2 separate regions of the Hordeum vulgare genome follow, and region 2 is linked to region 1. The links are chromatin contacts, called in public Hi-C maps. All regions are on one chromosome and are shown on one strand. The core of a region is the stretch at or near the end of the contact, and the rest is flanking DNA. Distances in the headings are between cores, read along the strand shown.

Region 1 (6,858 bases), core at 2,044-4,543:
CATCATGTGTGGCAAGCGCTTCGTAGTAAGAATTGTGCAAGTGTTTGGTTCGGAATATTTGAGAGCTTCCAATGTTGAAGACACCGCAAGGGTTTTGGAGATGAACAAACCCTGCGGGTTCTCAGGTGTGCTTGGCTCAATAGATTGCATGAATTGAAGTTGGAAGAACTGCCCTAAGGCATGGCATGGTCAATTCCACGGCCCTTCAACTATAATCCTTCAAGAATTGGCCGATCATGAGACTTGGATTTGGCATGTTTTTTTTTGAAATGCCTGGATATTTGAATGAGATCAATGTTCTTAATCGATCATCACTCACGAATAAGATTGTATATGGTGAAACTACACCGATGGAAATTATAAAAAATGGTCATACATACAACTATGACTACTATCTTGCGGGTGGCATGTATCCCAAGTGGCAAACATTTGTGAAGCCGTTGACGACACTGCAAGGTAAGAAAAATCTTGATTTCCATAAAGCTCAGTTGGCGGCTAGGAAAGATGTGGACAGAGCTTTTGAAATTTTGCAAGCCCAATTTGCTACTGTGAGGGGACCGGCTAGATGAGATCAAAGGATCCTTTGATACATCATAAACGCTTGCGTGATCATGCATAACATAATCATTGAGAATGAGCACAGGTAAGATCTATAATATTTTTAATATGAATTGTTGGGGCACCCGTGCGAGTGCGGAGAAGGGCTGCAAGGATAGATTAATTTATTGTCTCCTATTATGTCATTCGACGTACCCATACTGATGATAATCTTGAGAAGAATCTAATTGAAGAGTGATGGGCATGACATGGCTGTCAAAATTAGTTTAATGTTGTATTATTGAACTATTTGTTACTGATTTATTATTTGTTTGAATTGTAATAATAGTTGAATTATTTATTATTAATTTATTTTTTTCTTCTTGATTTTTTGATTTTATTATGGTGAAAAATGTTGTTTAGACTAGGCACGGGGGTTGTGAATTTTACAGCGTTGAGCAGTAACACCGCGCCCCATTTTGGGGCACGTGCTGGAGCGGGCGCCATGCCGCGCCCTAAATAAGGGGCATTTCGGCGCTGTAAAAATATTTTAGCACGCTACGCTTGTTGAAGTTGCTCTAAGACATATTTAGATGTGTCATAACTATCGAACATCTAAGTTCTATGTCATTGATATCTGCGCCGGCGCGCCGGTCCAGATTTTTGGCCGGCCGCGCGCGGGCCGCAGGATCCACCAATCCCGCGCCGTCCGCACCGTTGGATCCGCATGCAACATTTTTCTCTCTATGCAGCAAAATTTTGATGCCATGTAGCAAATTTTTCAACGGTTCCAATAAAAAACAAAAATTGTAGCAAAAAAATATCTACGTGATCGTAGCAAAAAAACGAAGTTGATGGTACGTGATAGCAAAAGTCAAACGCCGGTTGTAACAAAAATTTACGTGACGTGTATGCAACTTTTTAGTGAACGGTTACAGCAAAACATGATGCCGGTTGTAGCAAAAATTAACACGGTTGTAGCAAAAAGTAAAAAACATCGATTGTAACAAAAAATCCGACGAACTAGAGTTGCAACCAAACTTATATGCAGCTCTTTTAATGAGACAAAAATATAGTAAAAAAACGCTTGCAGCAAAAATAACGCAGGTTGCAACATTTTTAGACGAACAATGTTGCATCCATTGACCGGAGAAGCGCGCGGCTGGGAAAAATGTTGCAAGGCCCGCGCACGCGAGGGGGCGACCGGCGCGTCGGTTCGGCGGCGCGCGGGTGGGAAACGATTCCCTATTTTTTTCTATTCTTGATTGAGTCCTTTAGATGTGCAATAACTAAAATAAATCTAGATATGTCCAGGATAAAAAAAATACTGTAGGGCCAATAATCATATCAACAAGCTGTAATAGGGTAGTAGGAGTACCAATTATGCAGTCCACGGACACATGATGTGTAGGCAAAAGACGTACCAACTCATGTAAATTTAATCAGGCAGGTGATGGTAATCATCATGCCCATATACAATTCAGAGCCGTCGATCTTAGCTAAAGTATCAAACCAGGTCATTCCCGTGCGAGACTGTACGTACGTGAGGCGCTGGCGCGGCCGGTGCGCGCCAGGACGAACACCCACCGCCAGTGAGCGACACCAAGCAGAAAAGGCATGCACCACCCACCTACCGAGCAAGCTGTTGCTTGTCCCCCCAGCTCGCCGGCTCCCCGCGCGCGCCGCCGTGGTGCGCGATTTAGCTAGCTAGGGCTTGTGCAGCACCCGGCCGGCGACGACGGCGGCCTCGATGACGACGGTGATCACGTCGATGACCTCGTCGATCATGCACTTGTTCCCCTCGAAGGTGCCCGTGCCGTCCCGCAGCTCCGCCAGGCACTCCAGCAGGCCCTCGTTGCACTCCGTGCTCAGGTAGTCATCTGATGCCGATCGAGAGTCAGACTCAGACATCGGCTACGTAAATACTAGTTGATGGATGGATGGATTGGTTGTTGGGGGCACGTACTCTTGACGAGGACGCAGTTGTCGTGGTGCATGCAGCAGGCGTCGAGGGCGTCGCACGGGCGCTCGCCGGGGCACCCGCTGTAGAGGATGCCGCAGTACTTGCCGTACCGCAGGAAAGGCGCCGCTGCGTCAAGAGATCACCAGTCACCATGCAGTTACTACTACCAACGAAGAAGAAGAAGAAGAAGAAGAAGTTGATGCGCCTACGTACTCGTGCAGTGGTCGGACTCGCACGTTCGGCTGCACGCCTGCTGCTTGCTCTGCGTCAGCGTCCCCGCCGGCCGGCCGCCGAGAAATAGTCGACAAACCATAGCATACTCAGCTTAATAATTGGCTATACGAAGTGTAGGTTATAGTACATGCGTAGACCGTGCACGTACCACGCCATCGCCGTCGGCGTCGACGGACTGGAGGCCGACGTTGAGAGCCGAGGAGCGCGGCGCGAAGGCGGCGCAGGCGAGGAGCCCGACCACCGCGAGTAGACGCGCATGCAGCCGCCGGCAACTGCCTCTGCCATGCGCCATCCTCTTCAAGAAAGATCAGATCTCTCTCTCTCTCTCTCTTTGTGTCGATCGAGACGGCGGCCGCCAGCAGCTGGACTTATACCGCGCGCCCTGCCCTGCCGTCGTTCTCGGCGAGATAAGATATTATCTAGTAGGGAGATCCAGCGGAGGGGCACATTGGCTGGAGCGACGAGGTGAACTCTGCAACTGTAGTTGGCAAGTTGTGACACTGATTTAGAGAGAGAAAAGGGAGGTGAAGATGGGGCGCGGGTGCGCGTTTTGGTTGTATGCCGCTCGTGAGCGCGCGGGGCTTGTTGGCTAGCTCACGGGGACACGGGCTGGCAGTCGACAGCGCGGAGGAAGATGCCGTGCATGCACCACGTCGGTCGGTGGGCGATCCAGACGGCGAGCATGTGTGCCATGCATCCAGCGCCTTCTCCTCCTTTTCCTTTTTCCGTGGTCTCTTTCGACGAAAATAATTGGGTGATTGGGTCGTGGACAGACCCAGATTTTTCAGTGAACCGTGAGAGTGAGCGAGTACGCTTTATAATTATCGGCTGTCAGCTCAGTTGGTTGCTAGTGTCCTCTCGTGTCGACTCTTGCCGCCATGTTCGTAGCGTGCCTTTTTCATTGGGTCATATGTCCCATATATATGGGCGACCCATGATAATTGAGCTCCACCAGTTGGTCGGATATCGGACATTATGGAAAAATATGCCAATTAAGAGCATCTCCAAAGGCGGACCGTCCGACTGCGGTGTCTGAACCGTGGAAGTCATCCAACGCTTGTACCAACCCACGACAAAGTTCGGACGCAATTTCTTCTACAAATCAAACACAAAGTGATGGGGGGGAGGGATGCGGTAGTCCGGAAACGAGAAACGTTGCTATCCATCATCCCTGCCCCCAAATACTTTCTAGACCCGTGACTTTCATCCTCCTTATTTTTTCTCCTTCCTTCTATCTCTCTTGCCTTCGCCGTCGCTTCACCACCCCCGCCACCATGCCACGCCCTTGTCAGAACCCCGCGTCTCCGTCATCCTCCAATGCTCCGGCTGGGCTCCCCGCCGTTTCTTCTCCGTCTCCGTTCAATCCCTGTCCTCCGACCGTTCCAACATTCTCCACCTTCATCTTTTCACGTTTCACTTTGGTCTTTTTCCTTGGCCACATAATAATAATAAAAAACATGAAGACGCTCACGTGGTTGCACGACTTACATTAAGCATCGAAAAAAACATATGTACCAACCAACCGCATCATTCAGTTTTTTTGTTGAATACTGCTATTACTAGAAGGAAAAGCAGATGGTTCCTCCCTCCATTATGGAAGCCTCAACATGTGAAATGGACAACACGTTCCTCGGCCGCATAATAATAATAAAAAACCATGAAGACGCTCACGTCGTTGCACGGCTCACATTGAGCACAGGAAAAAAACATATGTACCGGTCAACCGCATCATCCAGTTCCTTTGTTGGCTACGGCTACTACTACAAGGAAAAGCAGATGGTTTCTCCCTCCACTATGGTGGGCTCGGTATGTGAAATGGACAACACGTTCCTCGATCGCATAATAATAATAATAAAAACCATGAAGACGCTCACGTCGTTGCACGGCTCACATTGAGCACCGAAAAAAAACATATGTACCGGTCAACCGCATCATCCAGTTCCTTTGTTGGCTACTGCTACTACTAAAAGGAAAAGCAGATGGTTTCTCCCTCCACTATGGTGGCCTCAACATGTGAAATGGACAACACGTTCCTTGGACGCATAATAATAAAAGAAACATGGAGACCCTCACGTCGTTGCCCGGCTCACATTGAGCACCGGAATAAAACATATGTACCGGTCAACTGCATCATTCAGTTTCTTTGTTGGCTACTGCTACTACTAGAGGGAAAAACATATGGTTCCTTCCTCCATTATGATGGCATCAGCATGTGAAATGGACAACACGTTCCTCGGCCGCATAATAATAATAAAAAACATGAAGACGCTCACGTTGTTGCACGGCTCACAGTGAGCACCGAAAAAAACATATGTACCGACTAACCCCATCATCCAAGTCCTTTGTTGGCCACTGCTACTATTAGAAGGAAAAGCGGATGGTTTCTTCACTATGATGGCCTCAGCAGCATGTGAAATGGACAACACAGCCGTCGACGGCGACGATAAAGGATTCTCCGCATCGCCGTCGGCCAAAGGCGCGCTAGTCAATGGAAAAGGCGCACTCCTACATGACTGGTTTCTCTTCTCTCTCTTTTTTCCGAATGGTTTCTCTTTTCTTTTCAGCTGCCATGCATGCGTGAGATCGATCGTTCGTGTGGATTGGTGATGGTTTCGACTTGTTTTTGCTGTGACGGAATTCCGTCCGGCACCAGCTCGATCCCCGCCCCCGGTGATCTCGACCCTTGATCCCCGATTCCCCGGCGATCTCGGCGACCCTTGATCCCCGATTCCCCGGCGATCTCGGCCGCTCTCGCTTTCTCAGCACATGTTTTCTTTGGCATCCTATACCCTAGCCCGGCCGACGGGAACCATGTCATGCGTCCGAATTGGATTAACGCTTGGTGGAATGTTGTTTGTGGACAGGAGCCGGGTGAGCGCCCGGTTATTCGCTGTAGATCCCCGTAGGCGGATAGGATCGTCCGGTTCTTGCGTGGTTAAGGAGCGGGGCAAGAAAGCGAAACCGATGCCAAAGTTGAGACTGTCGGAGAGCAGTCATGTCGCCTGTATGGTTCTCCATGTAAGGCAGCACCTTACATGGATCAGGATTAATTCTCGTCTACCAGCAAAACCATGACAGATAAGCTTCACTCCTTGAGCGAATCCACACACGTTTGTTTAGCTTGCACGCGTTCCACACGGCCCAGTTTGTATTTGCCTGACGCGAATCTACACTAGATGTATTAATGATCTATAATTAGTTTAAACTTTAAAGACACAAGGTGGACTTTACAGCATAACCCCAATACGTTATCGAGCAAGTAAGCAAAGGCAATGCTCCAGAAATTGGGTCGGTCTTACCACGAGACACAATCCAACAAATCCCACTTCACCGCAAAAGAATCAACGACCGATACATCTGAGGCGACCGTACACCAGAATCGATTTTGTCCAGTCCAGAGTGCAGCTGCTACGAAAACAACGCTCTGATTGTGCTCTTCAAGTCTATGCGCCTGCTTACAGGCCAATCACCTGAGCCGACAGCTGAGAATCCTTGTGCACGACTAGTTTAGGTGATGTATCTTCCTTGCTGATCCTGAAGCCAACGAGCAGAGGACTTCGCGTCCAAATACAGACCACGAACTTCCTTGAGATCAGCCTGATATAGGATCATGAGATCAGGTTAGGAAGATGACATTTTATTGAAATTCAACACATACCTTGCAGATCTTCTCTCTCCCATTAGCCTTGGCAACTACGCTAGCAGGCGACAGCAACTGAATAGCATGTCTGCAAAGAGATTGAAGATCCATTGCAACCGTTACAACCAACAATAAACTGGCCTAGTTATGACAAACCCGGTGATGGTAATGCGTACGCTAGACATACATGCATGTCGAAATTCACATAGCAGGACACTAAAAGTGGGATGAAAGCCAAAAGACAGCGTTGAAACAGTCCTAACTTCAAAGGCTCGAGAAAGCTCTTTCAACCCACATTCCAGCTAAATTTTATTTAATTTCTAATTTCTAATCTTGGCACGGGACACAAATGTGTCCAAAACAACAAGAACCATACCTCAAAGATGTCTGCTGTCCAACCTCTCCTAGAAATGCAAGACTGTCTTCGTCAATTTCAATCTCCTCCACTTGTAAAATATCTGCAACACACAGTAAACAAACATCA
Region 2 (6,536 bases), core at 1,011-3,510, 660 kb after region 1:
TGCAGTTTCAGTTGCTGAAACATGGGCCATCGCTACCATCTGCGCATAGACATACAATATAAGATCATTTCGTAAATTAAACAAGTCTCCACACTGTTCATAGTACTACTACAAGGTTCTAAAAAGCAGGCTAACCTCTGCCCACATGCATAACCCCGTTGAAAAGACTCCAGTGTACAGTGCTGGTATCCAAGGAAAAGAAGCCGCCGAATCCCATAGCGTACCAAAAGTCCATGCTTCAAAGCCGGAATCTTGGACCTCAACAAAGGCATCTTTGAGCAAAAACCAGAGTATCGAGGTGAAAGCCACAACAAGGACCTGAATGGTAGATGATCAGTGAGATGGTTTGCATTTGTGACAAAGATGATATCGGAAACTGCAAGTACACAATTTAGTTATGAACCTCAAAGCTAAGAAGAGCCATGAACTTCTTCTTGTCTGTACTTCTTGATATTTGCTCCGTTCTAAGCATATGGATCCCAAAAAATACCGCACTCAAGAAATTCAGCACGTCACCAACCTTTGGAAACAACACGAGAGGATTGAAAAATCAGAATTATATTCCTTGTCAAGACACGTGATATATGTTGTAACCAAATCTTTGAAAAGACGGACTCAGTTTTTGTCAACAAACTGATCTACTGTTTTGAATTGGTTGGTCGTTGCCATTGGAAATAATATATATTCATTTAGAGTATCACTGTTGATAGTTACACAAAACAAGACATTTGAAGTGCTGTACTAGGTTCTGAAATCCATTAGGCCTTGTTCGGTAAATCCCTCCCAGGAGGGATTGGAGAAGATTGGAGGGGATTTAGGTGGAATTTGACTTGTAGGGGATTTAATCCCTCTCAATCCCCTCCAAACCCCTTCAAATCTGAAGGAACCGATCAAGGCCTTATGGGACCAACTAAATAAGCTAACAAGCGCTACTACATAAGGAACAAGACCAATGCTTAGTACTTACACAAGGAGGAGAGCCACCACATTCTAGCAGGCCAACCCCTATAATCGATACAATGGCCCCGAACCAAGTCAGCATGGGGATGGAGGCTCCAAAAAAGCCATCAATCAGAGGCACAACTATCACCTGTTCACATAATTCTTTAGGTATCACCACAAAAACATTTGCCAATTCCACCATTACAAGTTTACAACAGAAGAAGAAAAAAAAGGTGCGAGAAGGCGTACCGTGAAGGCTGCGATGAAGGATGCTCGCCCAGCTTCAGATGTGGTCAACCCGATTGCCTGGGCAAGGTACGCCAGACTGACCCAAAGTCCTAGCTCTAGTCCCCCATTTCGTGTACGGCGATCTCCGAATGCCCGTATCACAAATGGCAGGAAGGGGATGGCTGCGATAACGAAGCGCACCATGTTGAAAACCGCAGGTTCAGTGAGGGCTTCAACCTCTTTCAGAACTGGGATATCACTTGCTGCAGAAAACAGGAACGGGGAAAAGGAAGCCGTCAAGTCAAACGCTGAGCTCGTGCTTGCATACTGTACTACTACTGAATTCCAGATCACAGACTTCTTGTCCTAGCAAATTAAGCTGCACTTGCAGTACTGAACAATTGGACAACTGTTGCTTCTGTCAACCCATGGCGCCGCCATTTTCAACACCTTGAGCGCATCGTACGAACTGGAGACTCGAGAGGGATGAAGAAAGGTACTAGGTGTAGGTGTACCGTAGATGACGGTGAGGGCGTTGAGAATCATGATGCTGCGGGTCTTCTTGGAGGCGAACAGGATCCGCCTCCACATGGGCCTCCCGCGCACCCGCTTGCCCACGTCCCGGCCCTTCTCCTTCCTCCCTTCCTCCCTGCCGGGATCCTCGAGCGGCGAGCACCGCACCGGCGCGAGAATCCCCGCCCGGCGCACCGACGCGGCCGAGCGGGGCGCCGCGACGGCGAGCAGCAGCACGCGGCAGGAGGGGCCTGCCGCCGCGGCCGCCCTGGGATGCAGGGGCAGCGCGCACGACGCGGGCGCGAGGGAAGATGCCATGCCACGACCACCGCTGCAGCTACTGCGAGCGAGCAGGCAGCAGTCCTAGTACTTCACTGTGTGGAAGCGTCTGGGGAAGTCGGCGAGAGGGGGAGGATTCTCCGCTTCGCCGGGGAGTGGAGGGAGGTGTGGAACTCGTGGGTGGTGAATGTAGCGATGAGGGGGCGGGGAATCGGGCGGAAAAACGACGGAGATGCATTATTTTCTGTGGAGCGGACGCGCGCGGTGGTGGGTGGCGGCTCGCCGGGGTAAAATCTTGTGTCTTGCGAGTCTCCGGTCGTGTTTTCCAGGCAAAACGCCGTCGTCGTGCGGTGACATGGCATGGGGTTGAATTGAAAGGTCTACTCGTTGCCGACGACGTCGCTCGCGTGGGGTAGGAAGCCTTGGACAGGTGTCCCCCGATTCAGCATGTGATTCTCGTTTAACGTTGAGGACGGGGCGTCGAACCGGAGATAAATTCATCCACGGTCACTTTACTTGATCACCCAATTCACTTTGGTCACCCGACTGAAGAATACCCTAAATACTGTGTTTAATGTCACATCAGCAGTGATGGTCACCGTCAACTCTGTATAAACGTGATCAGTTTTTCACGTAACCCTAAAACCCTCTGGCGATTAGGGTTTCGACGGACTTGGACGGCGGCCGCGGTCTCCTCGACGACGGTGCGCCCTGGGGGTTTTCCCTGGGATGGCTTCGGTCCCAAATCCCGGCGGCGCGCAGCACAACTCCGGTCCCTACTCCCCTCGAGCGGAAAGAGCGAAGCTAGAGGAGGCGCTAGGGAAGATGGCGATTACCGATGAGGAAGCAACACCACTTGTGATCGACGACACAGAAGATGATAAGCCGGTTAAGTGGCTCCTGGCGGGGAGGATTCTACACAAGAATCTGCTGCACATCCAAACAATCTCAGGGGCTCTTAAGCCGGCTTGGGGAAACCCTAGAGGTCTGCAGTTTCGATTTATGGGGGAGAATACCTTTGTGGCTGAGTTCGAGACACGAAGAGATAGAGATAGAATATGGGAGGGATCTCCCTGGCACGTTAGCAGGAACGATGTTGTCTTGGCAGAGTTCGACGACTGCATGCGGGCGGATGAAGTTAAATTGGACAGGCCCAGCTTATGGGCTCGTGTACCAAATCTCCCGTACAATCTACGTAATGATGCATGAGGAAAGCTGATAGCTCAGCAGATTGACAAGGCTTCCTGCGAGCAAGGGTCTCAATTGAGGTATGCAAGCCACTCCGGAGGTGGATCTAGATCGATTCAGCAAAAAGGAAGAAGGTAGACATGTATGACATACAATATGAGCATGTTCCCCACTTCTGCTTCTCCTGCGACCGACTTGGGCATGCAGATATTTACTGCTCTACTCCGGGCCCTAGAGACACTAATGGAGAGCTACCGTTTGGGCCAAAGCTTCGGGCTAGTGATGACTGGAAGAAGGCGTCGTCTGGTGACAGCTCCAATAAGGAGCACTACTCTGGTACTAGTAATCAGAGGGAGTCCAAGAACTCTAGCTCTAGTGCGAAAGGTGGTACTGCCGAAGTAAATTCCCCAGTGAAAAACCGCATGAATAATAAGAGGAAGGAGGTACCCAAGCAGGCTTACCGTCGTGTTACTGAATCAAAGCTCTTGATCACTGATGGTTCGGAGGCAGTGGATGCAACAACAGGTGACCAAGGTATGAAGGGGGATGAGAATGAGGTGGATCCTGATGCGGCTAAGGAAGGAGAGAGAGTTCCAAAGAAGAAAAAGCCAACTCCAACAAACTCGACAGAGGCTACGGTGCAGCCCTGCCAGTCCCAATGAGGTGCATAAGCTGGAACTGCCGGGGGCTTGGGAACCCCGAGGCAGTTCGAGAGCTTCGTAGTATTGTGAAGCAGGAAGCTCCCGCCCTACTGTTCTTAATGGAGACCAAAATCAGGGCTAGACGAGTGGAGAACCTACGCTATCAGCTAGGTTTTGTGGGCTGTTTTGCGGTGGATAGCAATGGAGTAAGTGGAGGTGTTGGCCTCTTCTGGTCTAAAGACGTCACCGTAGACTTGAGAAGTTTTAGTATCGACCATATTGACACTATGGTGCTCTTAAGTGACCATGACTCAGTTGAATGGAGGTTCACAGGGTTTTACGGAGCACCGAGAGTGGAGAACAGAATTCAAAGTTGGAACCTGCTGCGGTTTTTGTTTGCAATGCCACACACAGCATGGTTGAGTATGGGAGACTACAATGAGAATCTCTATGGCAACGAGCATTTTAGTCGGGCACGTCATCCGGAACGTCAAATGCAGCTCTTCCGAGAGGTTGTTGAGGAGGTCGCATTCCAGGATCTGGGATGGACGGGGGTTCCCTTTACATGGGATAACGGACAGCAGGGTTCTTCCAATGTTAAAGCTCGTTTGGATAGAGCGTTTGCAAACGATTCTTTTCGTCAGCAGTACGAGAATATTCGGGTGCGTCATGTTAGTGCTGTGGAGTCTGACCATTGCTTCATTATTACAGATCTTAGTGAGCATGGGAGGAACTGGGGCGCTCGGGGAACTAAACAGTTTCGATATGAAAACATGTGGTAAACTCATATGGAGTATGAGCAATTGGTCAAGGCAACATGCAAGAGCAACAGCGATCGGATAACCTCCAAGGGATCATGGAGTCGCTGGGAGCCTTACAGAGAACCCTGGAGCCATGGGGAGCGAAAGAATTTTGCTGTTTGGCCCGGTCTATTCGTCAGTTACAACGCAAGCTTGATAAGCTGCGGCGGTCTTCGGTTGGGCGTGGCCCATCCGACGAGGAAAAGGCAACTGCAACGAAACTCCGGTTGGTACTGAAGCAGGAAGAAATCTGGATGTGGCAACGATCCAGAGTAAGATGGTTGAAAGAGGGTGACCGCAACACCAGGTATTTCCATGCACAGGCGAAGCAACGTCAACGTATGAATAAGATCTGTGGCCTGGTGCGGGCAGACGGTTCAGTTTGTGCGACCAGTGAGGAGGACCAGACTGAGATCCTGTCATTCTACGAAGACCTATATTCCTCTCATAGTAGGAGTGACATGAGGGAGATCCTTACACACGTTCCTGTTAAGGTTTCACCTCAGATGAGTGTACTGCTTGATAAACCCTTCGAAGCACAGGAGGTTCGGGATGCGCTATTTCAAATGGCGCCATCGAAAGCCCCGGGTGTAGATGGTTTCACCGCGGGTTTCTTCCAGAAACATTGGAATCTGTTGAGTGGGTCGGTTACCACGGGGGTGCTTGGCTTCTTGAATGGAGGTGATCTACCTTTGGGCCTAAACGATACATCGATCACCCTTATACCCAAGGTACGACCCCAAAAGATCTCCCAGTTCCGTCCTATTTCCCTGTGCTCGGTTCTATATAAGGTGGCCTCCAAGGCGATCACTAACCGACTCAGGACTTGCATGGATGAGATTGTTAGTGAGGAACAAAGTGCGTTTGTCCATGGTCGTTTGTTGACTGATAATGTACTTGTGGCCTTCGAGTGTGTCCACGCTATTCGCAGAAGGAAGAAGGGGAATAATCACTCCTGTGCACTTAAGCTGGATATGATGAAAGCGTATGATCGAGTAGAATGGCATTATTTGGAGGCAATTCTTCTTCGACTTGGCTTCAGCTCTTCCTTTGTTCGACTGATAATGAAGTGTGTTACTTCAGTCCGGTTTGCTGTGAGGATTAATGGGGATTTACAACCTTTCTTCACCCCCAACTCGTGGCTTGCGGCAAGGGGATCCTCTGTCGCCTTTTCTGTTCCTTTTATGTGTCGAAGGGTTCTCCTCGTTGCTCAAGAACTACGGCTACATTGACAGAGGAGTCAGGGCAAGTTTTCGTGCTCCCTGGGTAAGTCATCTACTATTTGCAGATGATAGTTTGATTTTTATTAATGCTCACTCCCAGAGTACAGAGAGTCTCAATGCAATACTTCGGATATATGGTGAAGCTTCGGGCCAGTGTGTAAATCGTGATAAAAGTGCAGTATACTTCAGCCCAAATACGCCCTATGAGTTGCGCCAGTGCATAAAAGGAGTCCTGGGGGTTTTGGTGGAAGCCTTTAGTGAACGCTATCTCGGTCTCCCAACTGCAGTGGGTCGTATCACTAGTGGATCCTTTGACCACATTGGGGAGCGCTCGAGGAGCAAGATGAGGGGATGGTCTGAGAGGTTGTTTGCTTGTGCAGGAAGGGAAACACTTCTCAAATCGGTGATTCAGGCTATTCCCACATTCAGTATGAGTTGTTTCTTGCTCACCAAGAAAGTCTGCAAAAGTCTAACTTCCAGCATGGCTAAGTATTGGTGGAGCAGTTCCATTGACAGACGGTCTCTCCACTGGATATCGTGGAAAGAACTAGCAACACCAAAATGCAAAGGGGGGTGGGCTTTCGAGACTTCCATGGTTTCAATCTGGCCCTGCTGGGCAAGCATGGATGGCGCCTGATTACCAACCCTAACTCCTTGTGCGCAAGAGTGTTGAAGGGAAGATACTATCCAGACACTGAGTTTATCCAGGCTTCAGTGCCACA

Evidence for each region. Hi-C and Micro-C count contacts between places; a contact is called where the count stands out from the background.
Region 2: a contact with region 1 is called in a Hi-C map of leaf, with 4 times the contacts expected there. The contact joins the promoter of LOC123447395 here to the promoter of LOC123447382 in region 1. A contact is called at or near these places in 2 of 6 Hi-C or Micro-C datasets (leaf and seedling).

The regions. Positions count from the first base shown.
Region 1 is chr4H:14,912,665-14,919,522 of MorexV3_pseudomolecules_assembly, forward strand. LOC123447382 (phospholipase A2 homolog 3-like) reads right to left here and starts at 3,294. Exons shown (of 4, transcript XM_045123980.1): 1 at 2,883-3,294; 2 at 2,714-2,762; 3 at 2,504-2,626; 4 at 1,944-2,417. The coding sequence starts at 3,026. The coding sequence ends at 2,245. It also overlaps the pseudogene LOC123447384.
Region 2 is chr4H:15,574,399-15,580,934 of MorexV3_pseudomolecules_assembly, forward strand. LOC123447395 reads right to left here and starts at 2,261. Exons shown (of 8, transcript XM_045123991.1): 1 at 1,686-2,261; 2 at 1,192-1,433; 3 at 968-1,090; 4 at 404-520; 5 at 136-318; 6 at 1-39. The coding sequence starts at 2,001.